3 separate regions of the Sus scrofa genome follow, and all the other regions are linked to region 3. The links are chromatin contacts, called in public Hi-C maps. All regions are on one chromosome and are shown on one strand. Each heading gives the region's core, a stretch centred on a gene start, on an enhancer-like site or on the middle of the called end of the contact. The rest is flanking DNA. Distances are from core to core; before and after follow the strand shown. Region 1 has its middle 480 kb from the start of MYC. Region 2 has its middle 490 kb from the start of MYC. Region 3 holds the start of MYC (MYC proto-oncogene, bHLH transcription factor).

Evidence for each region. A called contact is a pair of places that touch in the nucleus more often than the background predicts.
Region 1: a Hi-C map of omental adipose tissue shows a contact between it and region 3, with 2.4 times the contacts expected there. The contact joins the enhancer-like site here to the promoter of MYC in region 3. A contact is called at or near these places in 1 of 5 promoter capture datasets (fetal skeletal muscle), 16 of 47 Hi-C or Micro-C datasets (alveolar macrophages, brain, embryonic fibroblasts and 11 more) and 2 of 2 datasets of contacts at active chromatin or transcription factors (alveolar macrophages and skeletal muscle).
Region 2: a contact with region 3 is called in a Hi-C map of retroperitoneal adipose tissue, with 1.7 times the contacts expected there. The contact joins the enhancer-like site here to the promoter of MYC in region 3. A contact is called at or near these places in 1 of 5 promoter capture datasets (liver) and 4 of 47 Hi-C or Micro-C datasets (embryonic fibroblasts, omental adipose tissue and retroperitoneal adipose tissue).

The regions. Positions count from the first base shown.
Region 1 is chr4:11,974,806-11,978,246 of Sscrofa11.1, reverse strand. No RefSeq gene overlaps it. Among named protein-coding and RNA genes, the nearest start is that of MYC, 480 kb to the left of the region's middle. Within about 2 kb of position 1,261, at least 4 of the 83 cell types and tissues checked have an H3K27ac peak or open chromatin away from gene starts, as enhancers often do. A contact at or near this core is called in omental adipose tissue, where this site is marked.
Region 2 is chr4:12,946,486-12,949,441 of Sscrofa11.1, reverse strand. No RefSeq gene overlaps it. Among named protein-coding and RNA genes, the nearest start is that of MYC, 490 kb to the right of the region's middle. Within about 2 kb of position 1,676, at least 14 of the 83 cell types and tissues checked have an H3K27ac peak or open chromatin away from gene starts, as enhancers often do. A contact at or near this core is called in liver and retroperitoneal adipose tissue, where this site is marked.
Region 3 is chr4:12,458,708-12,461,862 of Sscrofa11.1, reverse strand. It overlaps MYC (MYC proto-oncogene, bHLH transcription factor), which reads left to right and starts at 1,503. Exons shown (of 4, transcript NM_001005154.1): 1 at 1,503-2,123. The coding sequence starts at 2,094.

The sequences.
Region 1 (3,441 bases), core at 12-2,511, 480 kb after region 3:
CCTGTCTGTGTGCAGCGGAAACGAATCTGACTAGGAACCATGAGGTTGCGGGTTTGATCCCTGGCCTTGCTCAGTGGGTTAAGGATCCAGCATTGTGGTGAGCTGTGGTGTAGATCACAGATGCGGCTTGGATCTGGTGTTGCTGTGGCTGTGGCGTTGGCTGCAGCTCCGATTAGCTCCCTAGCCTGGAAACCTCCACAGGCCATGGGTGCAGCCCCAAAAAGACGACAACAACAACAACAACAAAAACAACAACAAAAACCAAACCAAAAGAGACCCCCCAAAACCCTACTCAATTGTCAACCTCCTCCATAGAACCTTTCCTTCCTAACCTATTTAAAAATCAATCTCTTAAAAGGGAAGTATATATATATATATATGACCGAGTCAATTTGCTAGAGAGTAGAAATTGACAGAACCTTGTAAATCAATCAGACTTCAATAAAAAAAAAAAATCAATCTTTTATTTTCCTCTGTTTCCCTAATCATTTTTTTTTTTTCTGCCATGATGCCATATTCTTGTGTTTTGTACTACCCTGGATTGCAGTCCCCTGAGGGTGGGCCTCGATATTCTTGTCTCATGCTAGGTGCTGAGCCGATGCGCTTGCCCTGACTTGAACCACTTTGCATTTCCCTCCCCAGGCTCAGCATCTCTGCTTTGAATCTCAGAGCTGCTGAGGGTCCCGGTCAGCTGCCTCGATTTAGCCAGTCGTGGAAGCTGAACTTCAGCTGGGCTACGTCCTAGGCCACTGAGTTGGCATGTGCTACGGGCCTAAAAAAAGTCCTGCTCTGTAACAGGGTGTCAGGTTCTAATTGTAATTCCTCCTCTGGCCACTTTTCTGAGGCTTGAACTCACATTGCTCGAGGACTTTATTTTTAGGCATCTGGCAGTTTAAAAGAGGGCTACAACTGTCTTGGGTTTATTATTATCTTATGAATGGCCCTGGGAAACCCAGAGCCCTGGTGATGATAATAGGACCAGCTCTGATGAGGACTTTTCTTTACTCTAAGTTAAAACCTCTTGTTTTAGACCAATGGCTTTCAGACATCAGTGTGAGTAAGGACCTTTGGAAGCATATGAATTCCTGGGCGTTATCTCCAAAACTTTCTGAATTCCTAAGCCTGGGCTGGGCCTGGGAGTATGTCATTTTCTCAGGCTCCTCAGAGAATTCTGCTGCTGGCTGGCAATTACTTTGAGAAAAACTACCGTAGCATCAGAAGCATCAGACGATGACGACAAACGTTAGCTGCGATTGGGCAGCTGTGGGGATGCCAAAGTGATCATTATCTCAGGTCCCAGGGACCAGGGAGGTCTCTACATATCTGTCCTTTGGCCTTGCTCCTCCTCTGCTCAAAACTCCAAAGGGGGCGTTCCTCCTATGACACAGTGGGTTAAGAACTCAACAAGTATCCCTGAGGATGCGGGTTCGATCCCTGGCCTAGCTCAGTGGGGCGTAGGTCGCAGATGTGGCTGGGATCTAGTGTTGCTGTGGCTGTGTAGTTGCAGCTCTGATTTGCCCCCTAGCCTGGGGAACTTCCATATGTTGCAGACGATGCCGAAAAAAAAAACCTTTGCAAGGGAGTGTTCCCACTGTGGCACAGTGGGTTAAGAATCAGACTACAGGAGCTCAGTCACTCCAGAGGCATGGGTTTAATCCCTGGCCCAGCACAGTGTGTTAAAGCATCTGCTGCTGCTGCAGCTGTGGCTTGGATGCAGTCCCTGGCCTGGGAACTTCAACATGCCCAGGATGTGGCCATTCAAAACAAACAAACTTGCAAGGGCTCCCTCTCCTCTTTCTGTCAAGCCCAGACTCCTCCCCTCTTGATTCTAGTCCCTGCTGCTCAGCTGCTCCTTCTGCAGGCGATGCATTATTCCATCTCCCCTGCTTGGCTTTCTGCTTGTTTTGTGTCTCATCTCTTCCCCGTTAGGCTTCACCAAACTTTTCTTGAGTGTCTTCAATACATCAAAAAATCTCCTGTATATCGGTTTAGTCAATATTCAGATGCCTGGAATAAAGGTGATATAGTCCCCATTGCTGCTGCAGTGAGGGTGTTTCTGAGACTTGCCCTGGGTCACACAGCTGACAAGTGGATTTCCAACCTAGAGGGACTGATCTAAGGGCCATTGCCCATCCCCTTACACGATGCCATGCTATGTAGGGGAAGGCTGTTTAAGTTGCGTTCTTCCTTTGAAACTCCAGTCAAGTCCCCTCTTCTAAACACAGAGGTAAACCCTCCTTCCCTCCTCTGTGAATGGGTTGTGCCTGCCTCGCTCTAAGGTCATTGTGAGGATAAAGGCTGATAAGCTCTCTGATGCACCGTGCTGGGCATCTGGCACCATCTCGGTGATTAGTGGTCCTACCAGCTGGACACCGCTAGCCTAGAAACTCACACCACGTCTCTCGAGGCAGGAAAGGTGAAAATCACATGACTGATGTGGAATGTTGAGATGGGATGACTGGAGTAAACTTTCTGGCATCACTGCTTGATTTACCCATTTACCTGCAGACCAGGGGTTCCCTTCAAGAATGAAATTATTAGGAACCCTTCTTCCTGTTGGAATGCTTTTAAAAAATCTCCTCTTCAAAGAGTGAGTTCGGGGCAGCGACTGCCATGGCAACAGGATGTGGCAGGTGTAGTCATGCTCTGGATTAGAACCTCGTGTTCCCTGGTGGGGAGGAGAAAGGCTATGGTCGGAGATGATCAATGGACGTGGCTGTTTTGTCACGGTCTGCAGAGTGCACCTTCTCCCCATACCTCCATCAATCTGGCCCTCGTAGGGAAAGACCCTCTGCTCTCACGTCTGAGTGACTCGCAGCCCTTTTGTGTCATCCACGAGGAACTTCTCATCTGCTTAGGTGACCCGAAAGTATGATGCAGCTGCAGCAGGCCCACAAGAAAGAGTAGATGTATCTGTCTCTTTGTTTCTCCGTGGTGGCTGGAAGCAAAGGGTATTTGGAGTTTTCCCTGCTCCTTCAGTTTCCGTGATTGGTCAAGTGTGGACACAGTTGTTACTTAGGGCCTTCCTTCCACAAGGAAAGGATGAGATGCAATGTGGGGAGATGCCACGTGCCGACTTGACCAGCTCTCATTGCTGGAGGGTAAGTGGTAGGCTTTGAAGTCAAGGCAGTGGGGATTCAGACCCTGGCTCAGTGAAAAACTGCTCTCCTCCTCAGTTTTCCTATGACACGTGGGAGATTATGGGTACATCACGAGGGTGTGGCGAGGATAAACAATCGTTACCAAAAATGTCGGATGTGCAGTGAGATTATAGTAGGTCGGGAAAGAACGAAAACCAGATTCAGAGAGTTCCCATTGTGGCTCCGTGGGTTAAGAACCCAGCATAGTGTCCATGAAGCTGTGGGTTTGATCCCTGGCCTTGCTCGGTGGGTTAAGGGTCTGGTGTTGCCGTGAGCTATGGTGTAGTTCACAAATGTGGCT
Region 2 (2,956 bases), core at 427-2,926, 490 kb before region 3:
CAAACAACCCTCTCCTTAAACATCCTCCTTCATTTCAGAACAATCCCCCAAAAGAATCCCTCCATGGCTACTTCTATTGTTCTAGCTGGAGCCACCTGATAACTACAGAATCATGAAGAATAGAGAGGACAGTCTCTACCCTACCCTTAAGAAGTTCAGTCTTGGAATTTCCTTGTGGTGCAGAGGGTTAAGGATCCAGCATTGTCACTGCAGCGGCTTGAGTCACTGCCGTAGTATGGGTTCGATCCCTGGCTAAGGAACTTCCGCATGCCACGGACATGGCCAAAAAGAGAGAGAGAGAGAGAAGAAAAAAGAAATTTAGTCTTTAGTCACAAGGCTGAGATATACACATCCTGATGTTAATTTATATTGGTGTCATATTGTCACTGATATTATCTTTGTTAAGTTTGGCAGCAAATTCGTGACGCATTTTGAGGAGGTGACATTTCCCCTATTTTATGAATGAGTAAATTGGAGCTTCAAGGATTGGGTCACTGGTCCAAAGTGATAAAGATAGTGAATTGCAGAACCTAGTACAAAATCCAGTGTGCTTGGCTCCTAGTCTAGTGTTTTAACCAGTCAGCTGTAATGTTTGTCAAGATTGCTTTTTAAGAGTATGAAGGTCCTATGTCAAAATACAACTGAAGTTGAGGCTTTGGAATCTGAAACTAGATCTACTAGGGAAGAGGCATCACAGGATCTTGAAAGAAGAGCCCCTCACCCAAGAGTCAGTTTTGGGGTCCTATCCTGTATTAGTTTGGGTCGCTCTAACAAAATGCCCTAAACTAGTTTGCTTAAACAACAGGATTGTATTTATCACAGTTCTGTGAAGGCTGGGAAGTCCAAGATCAAGGAGCAAGGTCCAAGATCAATTCAGAATTCTACTCCTGGTTGGCAGATGTCCACCTTCTTGCTGTGTCCTTACATGGAAGAGAGAGAGCATCTCTCTCTTGATTCTTCTTACAAGGGCACTAATCTCACTGCTGAAGACACCATCCTTATGATCTAATATCCTACCAAAGGTTCCACCTCCAAATGCCATTATATTGGGAATAAGGCTTCAACATAAGAGTTTTGGAAAGAAACAAATATCCAGTCCATAGCACATTCTGTCTCTGCACTTACATGGCTTAGCAACAAGTAATTTAATCTACTCTCGCCTCAGTTTCAAAATCTATAAAATGAAAGGTACAGTTTGAGAGATTATAAAGTCTACATTGCCTACTTCACTTGGCAGTTTTCAGAGCGGTCAACAAGACTTTTTATATAAAAGTGGCTTTAAAATATGAACTCCAGCGTTATCTTAAAGATTGAGTGTACTTAGTGGCTTATTGAGAGCGTCCACAGGCATTTATCCCGATTGACCCCTCAACAAACCTAGACAGGACAGGAATTCCTTCCTGCCAATCCATAAATGAGGCTACTCTGAAGTGGTTTTTTTTTTTTTTTTTTTTTTTTTATCCTTTGTGTTTCTAGGGTGGGAGGTATTATAATATTCTTTTTTTCCCTCCTCATTTCCTAAAGTAAAGATAAAAATTGAGCGTGGGTATGTTAAGTGATTTCACCCAAAGTCAGTATGATATAGATTCACCTGGTAGAGAAAAATCTTCTTTCTTTCTCTAGAGTGGAACCACAAACCTTAATACCCTTCGGGCTTATGTTACCAAGTGGGAACAGAAATGAAGCAGGCTGAAATAAGATACCAAATGGCCTCGTGTTGGGAAGGCAGTAGGGAGTGGGTGCAGCCTGCAGAAAGCTGGACCAAAGTATGGCTTAGTTAAAAGAGAGTACCAGCCCCTCAGCTCCAGCCAACTGTTGCCATGCAATATTAGGCTCAGAGTTTTCATCAAGTCCAATTTCTTCAATAGAAGCTATAGATCTACATAGATCTATATTTTATACAGAACCATCTCGATTTGAAAATATAAGCAACTAACTTGAATGTAAAATATTTTTGACTCAGCACCATACAGTCCAAATAAATACACCTCTGATCCGCATGCACTAGAGACAGGATGCATCCTGCTCTCATACACTGTTTCAAACCAAATTAAAGCCACTTATGTATACTTTGAATAAACATTGAGGTGCCGTGATTATAAGCATGTACTCCTGAACTAAATGATCTGAGTTCAAGTCCTAGCTCTGACATTAACTGTGTGAATGACCTTGGACAAATCACTTTACCTTCCTTATACTTGTGTTTTCTCACCTGTAAAATGGAGTTATAACAGTACTTACGCCTGTGGATAGCTTTCAGTATTAAGTGACTTGACATAAGTAAAACATTTAAAACAATTCCTGACACATAATAAGAGCTATGTAAGCTCCAGTGTTTATTAGAACTCTCATCTCACTATGAATGTCTCCTCGAAAAATATCTTTCCCCATATAGCAACTTAGCCTCGTTTATAGTCGCTCTGGAGTCAGTGTTTGTGTCATCTTATCATACACTCCGTCTGTTTAGTTAGCCTGAGGTTCTTCTGTTTATCCTGACCCTGGTGAAAACAAAGCAGCTTAAATCCAGTCCTCAGGGAGCTCACAATTTAACTGGGAAGGATCACCCAGTTTCCCCAGAACCTAAGCCAGGCGTCTCTATTCACAGCTGCACTGAAAAGCTTCCTTCCTGGCTTGTGTCTCCAAAAGGGGGACGCTATTGCAAGGTCTCTAAGAGGAAGGAAAAGGGGCCTTGTTAATTAGCTTTCTCTTTTGAATGACGCCATCGCAGACCTGATTCATTTCCATGAATTGAAGGAAAAAAAAAAAGTGGAGGGGGTGGCAGGCTCTCTGTGAAGGAATGAGTGAAAACTGGCAGGAGAGCACAGATTAGAAGAAAGCTGAAGTTGGAGAAAACAGCCATGTGAACTTGGCCGTCCACTATGACTCACGTTTAAGCCAGGAGATGACATCAAAAATCTAAATTTAAAATGGAGGCGGCAAAATGTCTGCTTCCCTG
Region 3 (3,155 bases), core at 254-2,753:
ATGTATATAGATGTACATGGATTAAACGTGTGCATTTTCGCTGTGGTATTCCGAAAAAAAATTTAAGACTTTGTGAACAAAGACATTAATGCCTTAAGTTCCGTCAGTTTTTAATTGGCTCGACAGTACTCCCCCCCCCCAAAAAAAAAGGCACCTAATACTTGGCTCCTCTCCTTAGATCAGAATCCATGCATTTTTCTGTGCATGATCGCGAGTCCAATAATAAAAAGCAAAGAAGACCCAGAAAGGAAAGTCAACGTCCAGTTTGTCCGAGGAGGAAAGAGTTAACGGTTTTCGTCGCCAGGGACTATGCTGACTCCCCAGGCAGGATCCGCCAGCTCGTCTCCTTCCCTCTTCTGGGGAGTCTGGTCCTGCGACTCGCGTCCCCCTCCCCAGTATTCTCGCGTCTAGCGCCTTCGATTTCCCCCAACCTGGGAGCCCCAGCGTAGTGCAAACCGACGCCACGGGGCGCAAAAAGGATTCGTCTCTACTGAAACCTGGGTGCAGAACTGGGACCTCCGAGCGAGAGGTGCGGGGGTGTGGGATGAGGGTGCAGAAGGGCAGAGAGTGGGTGGGGAGCAGAGAGTGGGTAGGGAGCGGAGAGTCCCCCGCAGCGCGCACCCGCAAGCGCGCTCCTCCTTTACTCCAGCTCCGGAACCGGCAGAAAGATCTCAGGGCTTAGCGCGTCCAGGGGGGCAAGCGGGCTCCCGCGGAGGTCTGTGTCGGTCTGCGCCAGCGGAGCCCGGAGGTGAGGGGTCGACCGAGGCTTTGGCAGCGATTTAGGGGTTTCATTCTAGATGGAAGGTGCTCAGTCGAGGTAGCTGTACACACAGAATGCCTAACACCCCCAACAAATGCAGTGGGTGTTTATTCAGAACTCGCTCTCCAAGTATACGTGGCAATGCGTTGCTGAGTTTTTTAAAATAATTCCAGGTACCATTTTCCTCCCTACACCTCTGATCATTTTTCCCCATCTACACTTACCCCACACCACACACACACAACGCGCACCCGCAAATACCCCCTTCTTTCCTCCTCTCTTCGTAGGGCTTATTTTCCAAACGCTGCCCTTTCCCCAGTCTTAGGGAGGCGCCCCCTCGGCCCGGGACGTGCGTGGCTTGGCGGTGGGTACACCGTGTATTCTCAGTGTGGAGGGTCAGCTGTTCCGCCCGCGATGATTTAAGCACAAGGGACCAGTATGCGGTTTGTCACCCAGAGCGCTGCGCCAGAGGAGCAAGCAGCAGAGAAAGAGGGTTTGAGCGGGAGCAAAAGAAAATGGTAGGCGCGCGCAGTTAATTCATGCGGCACTCTTACTCTGTTTACATCCGAAAGCTCTGCGCACTGGAGTGCCAGGCTCAAAGGGCTGAGTCTCCTCCCTCCCAACCACCCAACCCCTCCCTCCCTCCCCGGGCTGAAGCGCCCCTCCCGGGTTCCCAAAGCCGAGGGCGGGGGGAAAAAGAAAAAAAAGATCCGCTCTCGCGAATCCCCGCCCACCGGCCCTTTATAGGCGAGGGTCTGCGCGGCTGAGGACCCTCCGGCTGCGCATCTCTCGGCTGCCGCCGCCTTTGCCGCACCCCGGCCACCGCTAGGCTCCCCACTGCCTCTGGAAGGGCAGGGCTATACAGAGGCTTGGCGGGAAAAAGAGCACGGAGGGGAGGGGTGTTCCTAGCAGTATAAAAGCCGGTTTTCTGGGCTTTCTCTGACTCGCTGTAGTAATTCCAGCGAGAGGCAGAGGGAGCGAGCGGGCGGGCCCTCCAGGGTGGAAGAGCAGAGCCGGCCGAGCAAGCTGAGTCGCGCTCTGGGCGCCCGGGGGAAGGGAGATCCGGAGTGAAAGAGGGTCTTCGCCTCCGTCCCGGCCGCCCCCACCCCACCCTGCCCGCCGACCCCTGCCAGCGGTCCGCCACCCGCGCCGCATCCACGAAACTTTGCCCACTGCAGCGGGCGGGTACTTTCCACTGGAACTTACAACACCCGAGCGACAACGCGACTCTCCGGACGCGGAGAGGCTATTCTGCCTATTTGGGGAGACACTTTTCCCTGTCGCTGCCCACGACTCGCTCCTCTGAAAGGCGCTCCTCGCCGCTTTTTGGACGCTGGATTTCCTTCGGATAGTGGAAAACCCGGTGAGCACCCAGACCTATTTGTCTTTTAATTTCTTCTTGCTACCGCTTTCAATCCGCGATGAGTCGAATGCCCGAATTGGGGTGTCTTTTCTCCCATTCCTGCTCTATTGACACTTTTCTCAGAGTAGTTGTGGTTGGTCGGGGTAGGGTGGGGACGAACCAGAGCTGGGTCGGGGTGCAATGACTTGTCAAGAAGGAAGAGAGGAAGGCAGAGGGAGAACGGGGTGCTTTTTTTTGAAAGTAGCCTTTAGAGGGGTTGGTTGTTTTTGTGTATTTTTGTTTTAATGTAGATGAACGCTGACCTCGGCCGGCTGGGCATTCTTGCTTTATTGCATTTGATTGCTTTTTTGCCTTTTGGAGGGAGAAGGGGGGTATGCTTCGCAGTGGGCAGAAAACCCTTTACGTCCTGAGCTCCTAGGAGTAAGAATTACATATTGCGTGTGGAGCGAGAGCTCCGCAGCCTCTGACTTTTTGCCGTCTCCGAAAGGGCATTTAAATTTCGGCTTACCGCATTTGTGACAGCGGAGACTGCGGCGAGTCCCGCCCGCCGATCCCCGCGGCGCTTCAATTCGCCCCCCGGCTCCTCTTAGAAGTTGGCGTTTGGCTTTTTAAAAGAATAATGAAATTAAAGCTCTTGGTCCTCGGAGATGTTAAGACTTGGTGTTGGGGAAGCGCGGGGACGGGGGAGAGGGAGGCTGGCGCAAAGATGTGTCCGATTCTCCTGGAATTATTGACTCGGGGGAAAACGAGGACAAATCTCCGCACCCCGCCTTGGCTCCTCGGCCGCCTCTGGTGTCCCCGCTCGGGTGTCCCTGCGATGCGGAGGGACTGCGGGCAGCGGGGTTCGGGGCTTTTCCAGAACAGCTGCTACCCTCGGCGGCGGGAGAGGGGAAGACGCCCGGCTTCGGGCGCGGAATTGCAGCAGGGTCTCTGGCGCAGTTGCGTCGCCGTACTGGGTGTTGCAGGGAGGTGTCTGTTATTTAACAGACCCCCCACACACCCTTTCATTGGTCGGAGGTGGGGGTTAAGGCC